Linked DNA regions of Triticum aestivum: region 1 is linked to region 2. A link is a contact called in public Hi-C data. All regions are on one chromosome and are shown on one strand. The core of a region is the stretch at or near the end of the contact, and the rest is flanking DNA. Distances in the headings are between cores, read along the strand shown.

Region 1 (5,867 bases), core at 410-2,909, 320 kb before region 2:
AGAAAGGGCTAGCAGCTAGATGTGTCGTTATGTAAGATACGCGCATTGCAATGTACAGTGTTACACTGAGTAGCATCAGAATGCAGAAGCCGAGGAAACCCAGGAGGAAATCATGTAATTTGACAGTCGCTAGTCGCTACTTTCGATCGAAACTGCTCTATTGCCAGAATAAAATGCCAATGACTTCGTTAATCAGTCTGCACAGTGGTGTAACCGTTTATCCCTCATTTAGCAATATCAAGAGCCATGTGCCTGCTGTTTCTTTCTGTTAGTTCTTGGGAACTTCTTTCTGCATCAGTTCCATGGGTTTCATCATGGGAAAACACTGGTTTTTACGCACAGAACTGCAAACCAGACGTCGCCTAGTGAACAGTACTTCCTCCGTAAAGAAATATAAGAGTATTTAGATCACTAGTGAGTATTTGTGACTTTTCATAGGATTTCCTTATGCTTTCTTTGTTTGATTTGACTCTAATGGTAGCTACCAAGGGTATGCTTGGTTGGTAGCCAACTCCAAAAGTTGCCAAAAATAAACAAGTTTTATGTTTGCAAAATAAGTTGGTAGGCTTGCCAACATATTGGCATACCAATTTTTGGCTACTGACCAAACATTTCCCAAAAGTGCACAAGAGAAACAAGCAAGACCATATCAACAACAAAATGACAAAGCAACTGGTGGATAGGGTAACAAGAATGTCAATTCTCACCTAAAGTTAAATGTAGAGGGAGGGAGGGAGGGATAATTATTAGGAAAATATTCAATTGGAATGAACTAACAGTGCTGGGTCCCAATTAAACTCTAACCTATCACAACAATTTATAATAAACCAGAACTTCCCAAAACATCGACCCTGAGCCCAGTTTTTCCAGGAAAATATATGCAAATACAAAACCATGCATGTAGTAAACATATAAAAAATAAAATGCCACGGTCTATCTAGCACTAGGACTATTTATATCATGTGAAAAAAAGAGAAATGCATTTACCATTTTTTCCTATTTAGTATGGAACACAAATGATCTCGTATTGTCTGATGCTATTTTGATCATAATCCTACAATAATCCTCAGACCCATGAATTGTTTCACTTTATTTTATGCTTTTGGAGGGGAGTTCCTAGGGTGGTTTTGGGCATTTGAAGTTTTAGCGGAAGAAATTAAAATTCATAAAATTCCACAAAAAAAGAACCGGCAAGAATTCATGAGAATAAAACAAAATAATTTTGTAATGTATATCATAAAAATGAAATTATCACTTTCTTTTTCACAAAATAATCTATGGATTTTTGAAGGTTATCATCCGCAATCCATAGCATTTCCTTCTACCCTTCGCTTTGTTCGCATCCTTTTTTTTAATAGCCCTAACTAAAGAGGAAGAAAAACACCATCCATAACCGGTTCAAGTTAAACGTATTCGGAAAGTCTGAGTTTAAGTAGGGGAAGATACGGGGAGGCTTCATCTATGTTCCTTGACAACTTGTGATCTTCTTAAATACAGTATTCTTTCTAAGGGAGTCCTTAAATGCAGTAAAAAAATTACTGCATTAAATACAGTAAATAAATAAATAAAAAGACTGGGGTGGCCTTAACGAGCAATGGGCCAGTTCAGTGAAGGCCCAGCTGAAACACCAGCTGCTACAACAAGTGGAGTGGATTCGTGTCGTCGCCCCAGTCCTCTTGTCTGGCTGTGACCTGGTCGGGGCGCCGCCTCCTCTCCGCCTACTCCGCCACCTCCGCCCCGCTCCACCCCGCCGCTCCGAGGGCCATCGACGAGGCGAGGAGGCGATCGGCGCCCGCATTCCGCGCCGGAGACCCCCGGCGGCGCCATCGGACCCGGAGCCCGCGCCCTCCTGTCCAGGCACCGCCGCCTCCTCCCCCTCCCCGTCCACGCTCGCGGCCGTCTCCAGCCACGCCGGCCGCCGTCGCATCATCGCACGTGAGCAGCCTCTCTCCCCGGCTTCCTCCCATCTCTCTCTCTCGTGGCCGTCTGGTGGGCTAGGGTTTCGCTGCGGAACGGGGAGGCCGCGGATTTCGCGGGACGTGTGCCCGTCCGTCCGTCCGTACGTCGGCCGCCCTAAAATTGAATGCTTTTCCTGGTTCGCAGGGACTCAGGGAGGGAGCTGTATAGGACTTGGCCGGGTGATTTCGCTCTCCAGGCAGTTCAGGAACAATGGCGGTGGTAAAGCCCTCCTCTCCTCCCCTCGATTCTGTAGATGTTCTGCATGAAACGATTCTTTGTCGTCACAGCCGAGAAGAGACAGAGTACACTGGAAATGTAGTTGGTTTCCTTTTCATCATGTAGTTAGATGTGCTGCCATCTTGCTGTAGGCAATGCAATTTCCCCTGCAATCTGGAGACTTTGGTTTCTGTAATGTCTTTTAGGAGTTGCAAAATGTGATCTTGGACAAGGGAAGCAAATTCATTCTTAAATGCGGCTACATGCCGAGGTTTCCATGTCTAGTGATGGTTAGCACCTTAGCAGTCTTTACTTTGAAACCGCTCTTGACGGTGGATGCTATGGTTGCGATTGCATGCGATAAACTGTGCACGCGATTTTGACATCTGTGGGACGTCGTAAATGGTCTGTTGGATCGAAAAAGGTCGCAGTTTGTCTTTCGATTTAAACACGTTCTAGAACTTATACTAACGAATGTGTCTGTGCTAATTTCTTGTTTAAGGCTTCACTTGCGATGTCGCATGCCCTCGCGTTATTTCTCTTCTCCATTGCTGGTGGTTTGCTTTCGCTGTTGTTCTGTGCGTTTGAGTTGTGGTGTCACTCATGTTACAGATAGTGGACTTGGTTAGCGATAATGATGAATTCGAATTGGATGAGAACAATGATGGTCACGTTGGGGTCTCGTCTTATCCAGCCCCGAGAAACACTGATGCTCCTGGCCCGTCCACGCTGGTGAGGCAGGTAAGTGATAGAAGTGGGTGTCTTTAATTAAGCACAAGTGCACAAGAGCTAGTCATTGCTCGCATAAGGTTATTGTTTTGGTATGATTTTGATCATAGTCTGATGTTTGTTTCTGATCTAAAGGACGCTGATGGGATGGCCAATGGGGCAGCTCCTTCTGCCTCGTTAATTGGGATGTATGTAGAAATGGGTTTCCCGAAAGAGATGGTACTGAAGGCCGCCAAAGAGATTGGTAATACAAGTAGTAGTAGTCAGTTCCATTTGATCATTTCATTCGTGTTGTTGATGTTTTGCACCTTCAGTTTTTAACCTTTTGTTTTGCTTTCAGGGGAGAGGGACGAAAGTGCATTGCTGTCACTACTTCTTGCATATACGGTATTTGTTGATGTGCTCCCATATCTGAGTTGACCTCTTGCTTCATGGCGGGAAGGACGGTATGTTAAGATTGGTTGTGTGAAATGCAGGAAAATGACGACTCAGTGGGTAGCTGCTCTACTTCTCGCCGCATCCCCCAGCGCGTTGAAGATGAAGAAGAAGAAGAAGAAGAAGAAGATGATGCTTTTGATTTTGAAGACTGGGATGATGCTGTTGATGCTGGCCAAAGGGAACCTTACTCTGATGGTTCTGGTGACGAGGTAGATACTTACTTATCTTCAGCTTGGTAACCGGAAATTCTTTGATTATGTGGATTGTGATATATAATTATATATACATGTGAAACATTGTTGATCTGTTTATTAGCTGGTATGATCTAACGTATGAGACCATGAGTTGTTTCCATCGAGTAATTTTACCTGTTGAAATGTGTCTAGAGGGATGGAAAATTACTAGCTACATAAGCATTACCCACTTTCATGATTTATGTGTTATCTAGATATGTTTTCACTTATTTATGACGCTGCAAACACATTTATGGCTGGTCTAGGTAGCTGTGTCAAGTAAGCAGATGAAGTACTGGACTGAGTTCATGCACACAAGAATAACTCTTGTATTATACATCTGAAACGGCATTGCAGGACATCAAATCGAGCTCTTAAATATTAATCTTTTGAACCCCCCCTCCTTTCTTCAGGTCTTGTGCATCATGTTGTACAATTACATTCACTACTAGTATGTAGTTACTAGTTACTTAGTTGGCATCAAAATGGGCGGTGAGATGTAGAAAGTGCTTTCTAATCTCTGTTTTGCTGTGCTTTTGTGCAGGGTTTCCTAGAAGAAATGTCACAGTGGGACAAGCAGATCAAGTCCTTAGTGGACATGGGATTTCCTGAAGATGAAGCAAACATGGCTCTTAGAAGATGTGGTATGGCTCTCTTCTTGTAGTTGTTGGCTTGGTGATTAGGCTTTGTTGATCATACTTTAATGGGATCGTACCTTATGCTTTATATTTGGTTCAAACTTGGCCAGGTCTGGATACCCCTATGCATGTATTGGTTGACTCCATCTATGCATCACAGGCTGACCATGAGGTACATTGCAGTTTCCTATACATGTGAATAATAATGGCTTCATTCTTAATTTCGATGGATTGACACTGGAATTTGTTTGCAGGTTATGGATGAGAATCGCTTCAGTTCCTGCGTGGGGAGAAAGAAAGCAAGATCCACAAAAGATAGCAAGAAGAGGAAAAGATACGGAGGTGGAGCACATGGAAGTCAATCCCCATGGGATGGTGGTCATGAAGAGTCAATTTCTCTGCCAAAGCCAATGGTGGGATTTGGCCTACCTGGTGACCGACCACGGTCAGTGGGCAGATGGCTTCCTGCACATAGTATGAGAGCACCTTTCTTCTACTATGAGAATGTGGCACTTGCTACTAAAGGTGCCTGGGCAGAAATTTCAAGATGCCTATATGGTATTGAGCCAGAGTTCGTAGACTCGAAATACTTCTGCGCAGCGTTAAGGAAACGGGGTTACACCATAACCTCCCAACTGAGGGAAGGTCAGTTTTGCGTCCCATCCCTCCGAAGACCATTTTCGAGGCCTTCCCCCAGTACGAGACGTGGTGGCCCTCGTGGGACCAAAGAAGGCAGCTCAATTGCCTACAAACATGTACGGCAAGCGCAACGCTGACTGAACGGATCCACCGTGCTCTTGCAAACTCGAGCGATCCACCAACTCAAGCTGTTCAGAAATATGTGCTGGAAGAATGCAGGAAGTGGAATTTGGTATGGATTGGCAGAAACAAAGTTGCTGCATTTCTCTGGAAATGGAGTTTCTGGTTGGTTATCCAAGGGACCATACCAGGGGAACTAGCAAGAAAAAGAGAGAGAAATGCCTTGGAAATTCATTCCAAGTCGATACTGTTGCTTTTCATCTGTCAGTGCTGAAGGATAGGTTTCCATGTGGTATGAACGTGCTGTCCCTGTTCAGTGGTATCGGAGGAGCAGAGGTTGCCCTTCACAAGCTTGGCATACGGATGAAGACCGTGGTTTCTGTGGAAATCTGCGACGCGAGTAGGAGCATCTTGAGAACTTGGTGGGATCAGACCCAGGAAGGCACACTGATAGAGTTCCGTGATGTGCAGTCTCTCACACATGAAAAAATTGCATCACTTATCAGACAACTTGGTGGCTTTGACTTGGTGATCGGGGGAAGCCCATGTAACAACCTTGCTGGCAGCAACCGGCACCACCGTGTTGGCTTGGAGGGTGACCAGTCCGTGTTGTTTCGTGACTATGTCAGAATCTTGAACTCTGTAAAGTCGATTATGGCAAATGTAGGATGATGATTGCATTCCGTGTTCTTCTAGTCCTTATCCTTAGAAACCCTACTTCATTTAGGTTTGGAACATCAAGTAACTGTGGTGAAAGTTTATTTTGTAGACAGACCAGATAAATTTGGAGCTCTGTGTTTGAAGCTTATAACTATTTTCTTACCTGCCGGCCTTCATTTGGGAGAAGTTCATTTTTTGCTGACAGAGAAGAAACTTGTTTTGATGTTTGTGAATA
Region 2 (5,583 bases), core at 1,227-3,726:
GCATTGCGCCGGAACCGATCCGTGGCGACGTGCAAGCCAGATAGTGATTCCATAGCTTACACGCGGTTAAATGGGCCATCAAGCATGTAAAAGTAGCAGCTTGAGCAGCCTGAAAGTTGATTTGTGGTGAGATATAGCCGGCTGAAGTTGACAGAAGCAGCATCCCGCTGGATCAGCGTTGACAGGAGCAACATCTCTCTTCATGTCAGCATACTCCGGAGTTGTGGCGTTGCGACGTCCAGGTCCAGCTCCGACGAGGCAGCGACCGCAGACCGCGGAAGATTGGGGCGGCCACCGGTCGCCATGCCTGGCCAATTTGGGCGGGCCGACCCATCCACGAGCGCCGCCTGCCAAGCGCGACTTGGGTTGGCTGGCGCCCCTTCACGCGCTGACTTGGCTGGTACGGTACGGGCCACGGAGCCTGCCGCGGGTCAATGCCGGTCCCGGATGGACGGGCGGTTACGGCCGTGCGCCTGTGCCCAAATTTTTGTGTTTTGACTCTTTTTTGAAACCTATTCAAAATTTGATCATAGTTTAATATTTTTTAAAAAATCTGACTATTTTGCTACCGCCAGAGTCCATGGCGGTAGGGTCTAACAGCTTATCGACAGGGACTTTGGCGGTAGGAAACATCGCTACCGCCAATCGGGCTAGCAGTAGGCTGTTATACCTTACCATCATGTTCCCTGACGATAGCAAAAGGGTCAGACCTCGATTTTTTTTCAAACTAGCGTCAAATCTCGAATACGTTTTAGAAAAGGATCAAAATACGAAATTTAGCCCCCGGCGACACCAGTACGTTGGAGTACGTACGTACTCCGCCGTCGGACCGCAACCGCGAGCATCCTAAGCTAGGACTAGGAGTACGAGCAATCACCATCACCATGCATGTACTATCACGTATGGACGGGACAAGAGTGCTGCGGCCTCGTGCGTGGTACACTTTGTCTGGTATTCACGGCTCCGGCATGGGCGTGGGTCGTGCTACATCACTACTTCACTGCACCATAGTTCTTGTTTTGCCTACCGGCGAAGGGTGCATACCGATGGAAGACGATCGGTTGGACTAAATGTGCGCATGTGTTTTACAAGAAATGACCGTGCGTGTGTATTGTATAAGCTCTGCATTTGTACTACATTTCTTATTTAAAGAAAACAGTCAGAGCAACTTCAACGGGTTGACCCAAACGGACGGTGCTTTTGTCCGTTTGGATTGGCCAGACGGACACGGATGTCCGTTTTCGCGTTTAGGCGCACGTACGCCCAACGCTGGCCTGACCCATTTTGATGGAGTTAGAAAAAAAAACGCATGCATATTAAAAAAGAAAAACAACATTAATTAAATATAAAGCCGGCCACAAAGGCCAGTGAGAGTCCACGCGTCCACATTTGTATTTAAAAAAATAAAAACAACCTAAACTAGGAGGTAGTGCGCTGCTTTAGGCGTCGTTGTCGTCGTCCTCAGGGTCCGTGAGGTCGATGAGCGTCGGCGCTGGCCCGGTCCAGGAGAACGCTGTGTTTCAGAGCGCGGCCATGTCGGGCGCAGGCAGTGCTGACATGGGAAGTGCCGGCGTGGGGGGCTGTGCGGCCGCCTGTGCAGCGGCGGCCTGGCGCGCCTTCTCCTCGGCCTCGCGCTCCTCTTCCTCGGCCTCGCGCTGCTCCTCCTCCGCGGCCCGGCATAGACATGATTGCTTCGACATATGTTGGCAAAAACACCTCAGGAATTCTTTGGTGGTCCCACTCGGCATTACCTGTGATCAACCCAGAAACTAACAATGGAGATTAGTGACCAAACTTACAATTGGAAGCATGTTAAAATCTCGTGGGAGCCAGTTATGGCTCCATATTTAAGTGGCCTCACCATCTCCTATGCGCCTAATTAGGCCCTGGGTCATTGTGTCTCACCCTTCCACTATAACTCGCCAAATCTGTGATGGTGCACTGCCAAGTTCGACCTTCAGAAAGTCACACAACGAGAAGTATTTTGCCTTCAAAATTCTTGTGCTCAGTGAGTTTTGATCAGTAAGGATCCGCCACGCCTGTCTGCTAAGAGTGCAAGATTAAATAGCTCAACATCTCAGAATCCAAGTCCGCCACAAAACTTTGGTCTAGCCATCACACTCCACGAGACCCAACTACGTTTCCTCTAACCTTCTTTGCATTCCCATCAAAATTTACGAATCATGCTCACAAAGACCCCAGGGTAGCTTAAAACATGAAATGAAATATACTGGCACTGCCTGGGCTATGGATTTAATGAAGACATCTCTCCCTCCCACTGACATTTTTTTGATACATAGTCAACATTTTTTTTATATACACATTTGAAGGCGCCTGACGCAAGAGCACGCTAGATATCGCTATAAGCGACACATAGGGCTGGCCCTGCGTAACCGGCCTTTACCAGCCTTACGGTCCAGTTAGAAGGGTAGCCCACGAAAGTGCGTGCTTTTACCCTTGGACATGTGCGTGCGTGTTGGTTATCGAAAAAAAAGGGAAGTGCGTGCGAGAGCAGACGGGACGGGGACTCGAGCGGCGCCGCCACCGGCGCGCACCTGACCAGGTCGAGCCGACGAGGGCTCCTGGGCGTGAGCGGTGAGCAGCGGAGCACCCACCGGTGGATTGGAACTGGGGCAGCGCCGGTGCGCACCTACCCAGATCGAGGCGACGAGGGTTTCTGGCGTTGAGCGGCGGAGCACCCGTCGGGGGATTGGGGACTCGAACGGCGCCTGCGCGCACCTAACCAAGCCGAGTCGACGAGGGGTCCTGGGCATTGGGCCGAGCAGCGGCGGACTGGACATCGCTGCGAGCGGCGGCGATCATCGGAGCAGCTACGCTCAGGAGTCCTCTGTTTTCTGAAAAAAAAGGTTTAACTTTCTGTCCCTCATTTTTGCGAAATCCTAATTGATGATAACCCCCCAGTTCATGTCACTTTGATCATAACCCCCCCTTTGTGTCACTGACATGTGGGGTCTGGTCCCACATGTCAGTGACACAAAGGGGGGGTTATGATCAAAGTGACATGAACTGGGGGGGGGGGGGGGGGGGTTATCATCAAATCCCCCGCTACCTTGATATCGTCTAGCACTGCTAGGTTAAATCAGTTTCAGAACTCCACACCGCATGCAAAAACAAAGTTTAATCCCTGTAAGACAAGTAGTACTTGTGGTCTTTCATGTAGACAAGATGTAATGTATGGAGCAATCCGGTGTTTTGCTTTGTTCAGGTTATGGATTTCGACAGGGCCATGGCAAGCATGGCAAGGAGTGCAGCCTTCGATCGGTCGGGAGCCTCTGTGCCGCGCTCGGGCGGAAACCTGTCTAGCGACACCAAAGCCGTCCTCTGCCTTGGGGCAGCCGCTGCTGTGGGCTCGGCAGCGTGGAGGTACTACCAACGCCGTGCGTGCCTGCTGAAGTTCGGCCGGGACATGACGGCATCGGCTGGAAAAACCGATCCGGTGATCGGCCGCGACGACGAGATTGACCGTGTCGTCTCCATCCTCTGCCGCCGGACCAAGAACTGCGTCGCGCTCGTCGGCGCTGCAGGGGTAGGCAAGACGGCCGTCGCCGAGGCCCTCGCCCAACGCATTGCCGCCAGGATGGTCCCCGACGTTCTTGCCGGCGCGCGCGTCATTGAGCTCGACGTCGGAGCATTGGTGGCTGGGACCAAGTGGCGTGGCTCCTTCGAGAGACGCATGAAGGATGTGATAAAGCAGGTGGAGGCCGCGGACGGCAAGGTGATTCTGTTCATCGACGAGATGCACATGCTTCTTGGTGCCGGGCGCTCCAGGAAGAGTGCCAACGATGCTGCCAACATGCTGAAGCCAGCATTGGCCCGTGGCCGTATCCGCTGCGTGGGTGCCACAACTTTCGATGAGTACCGTAAGTACATCGAGAAGGATGCCGCACTGGAGCGGCGGTTCCAAAAGGTGCAGGTCGAGGAGCCGAGCATGGACACAACCATTGAGATTCTGCAGGCGCTAAAGAAGCGGCACGAACGGCACCATGGCTTGGAAATCCAGGATGCAGCTCTTGTTGCTGCTGCACAGCTTGCTGGCCGCTATATCACCGGTGAGGAACCCATCAGTTTTACTCATTTTGATTGATGTGCACCCACCTAGTCACTTAGGAAGTATAATTAAAAAGAATGGAAGGGAAGAAGATGGAGTATATATGATCTTAATTTGTTACATTCAGATGTTCATCTTTGTTGAGGCTTACTTGCCAATTTAGGCTATTTACATGAAGTTGTGCTGTACAATTCAAGGGAGAGGATAATCACATTGGAGCACCCTTGTTGCATTGGGTACATCAATGCATCCATTAGCGGCAAGAATGTATATGCTGGAGAAAATTGATGGATGTTATTTCTATCTGTACTGCAGGTCGTCAGTTTCCTGACAAGGCAATTGATCTAATTGACGAGGCATGCGCCACTGCAAGCAAAAAGATGAGGCAGATTAACCGCCAAAAGGCGGAAGTGAACACTAAAAAAAGTAGCTCTGCAAATGCAAGGAAGGAAGCAATTATCACCCCAGATCATGTCGCACAAGTAGGCATTCTTTTCTTAATGATATTTGTGTCTATTGTTGTGATCGACGAGTCATGCTTTCCATGAATGTTCCTATGTTGTTATTTGAAGGTTGTGAGCCGATGGACTGGAATTCCCGTCACCGCACTTAATCAAGAGGAGAAGGATAAGTTAATCTGCCTAGCGGACAGACTGCATGAGCGAGTTGTTGGCCAGGATGAAGCCGTCAACCTAGTTGCAGATGCAGTGTTACGTTCTAGAGCTGGCCTTGATCATCCTGGCCAGCCCATAGGCTCTTTCCTCTTCTTGGGCTCAACTGGTGTTGGAAAGACAGAACTCGCAAAAGCTCTTGCCGAGCAGCTATTTGATAGCGAGAAGATGTTGGTTCGCTTTGACATGTCTGAATATGTCGGGAGTAGTTCTGTGTTGCGTCTCGTTGGAGCACCTCCAAGGTTTAATTCGCATACTGTGTGCTCTTTTCTTATTTTCTTAGCATTTCATTATCTTATTGTACCTAGTCTTAATCTGAAGTCTGACTGGTCTCTTTTAACATCTTTAAAGCTATCGTGGCCATGAGGATGGTGGACAACTGACTGAGAAAGTTAGGAGGAACCCGTACAGTGTCATCCTTTTTGATGAGGTGGAGAAGGCAGATCCCTCGGTGTTCAATATTTTTCTTCAAATCCTTGATGATGGCAGGTTGACTGATGGCAGAGGCCAGACTGTAGATTTCAAGAATACCATCATCATCATGACCTCAAATCTTGGATCTGATTACCTAATATCAAAGACGGCTAGAAAAAACACAACCGAATCTACACGGGAACTTCTCATGGAACAGGTCTGTAAATCCCAGACAGCCCCTGCGAAAGCTGCAACAGCAATTGCTAATTATGGTATGTATTTGTTCGTATAGGTTTGCAAGCACTTCAAGCCTGAGCTTCTGAACAGACTGAGTGAGATCGTTATATTTGAGCCGCTTTCGCACGACAAACTGAAGGAGATAATGAAAATCCAGATGAAGAGCATTATGGCCAGAGTAGCTACCAAGGG

What was found. Hi-C and Micro-C count contacts between places; a contact is called where the count stands out from the background.
Region 1: a contact with region 2 is called in a Hi-C map of leaf, with 3 times the contacts expected there. The contact joins the enhancer-like site here to the promoter of LOC123082362 in region 2. A contact is called at or near these places in 3 of 5 Hi-C or Micro-C datasets (leaf and an unstated tissue) and 1 of 1 datasets of contacts at active chromatin or transcription factors (leaf).

Annotation. Positions count from the first base shown.
Region 1 is chr4A:578,771,698-578,777,564 of IWGSC CS RefSeq v2.1, reverse strand. LOC123083935 reads left to right here. Exons shown (of 12, transcript XM_044505794.1): 12 at 1-271. The coding sequence ends at 35. It also overlaps the pseudogene LOC123087104. Among protein-coding and RNA genes, the nearest start is that of LOC123087105, 3.7 kb to the right of the region's middle. Within about 2 kb of position 1,659, at least 2 of the 8 cell types and tissues checked have an H3K27ac peak or open chromatin away from gene starts, as enhancers often do.
Region 2 is chr4A:578,450,762-578,456,344 of IWGSC CS RefSeq v2.1, reverse strand. LOC123082362 (chaperone protein ClpB1) reads left to right here and starts at 2,476. Exons shown (of 7, transcript XM_044504706.1): 1 at 2,476-2,867; 2 at 3,227-4,070; 3 at 4,385-4,551; 4 at 4,642-4,982; 5 at 5,092-5,371; 6 at 5,447-5,583. The coding sequence starts at 3,230.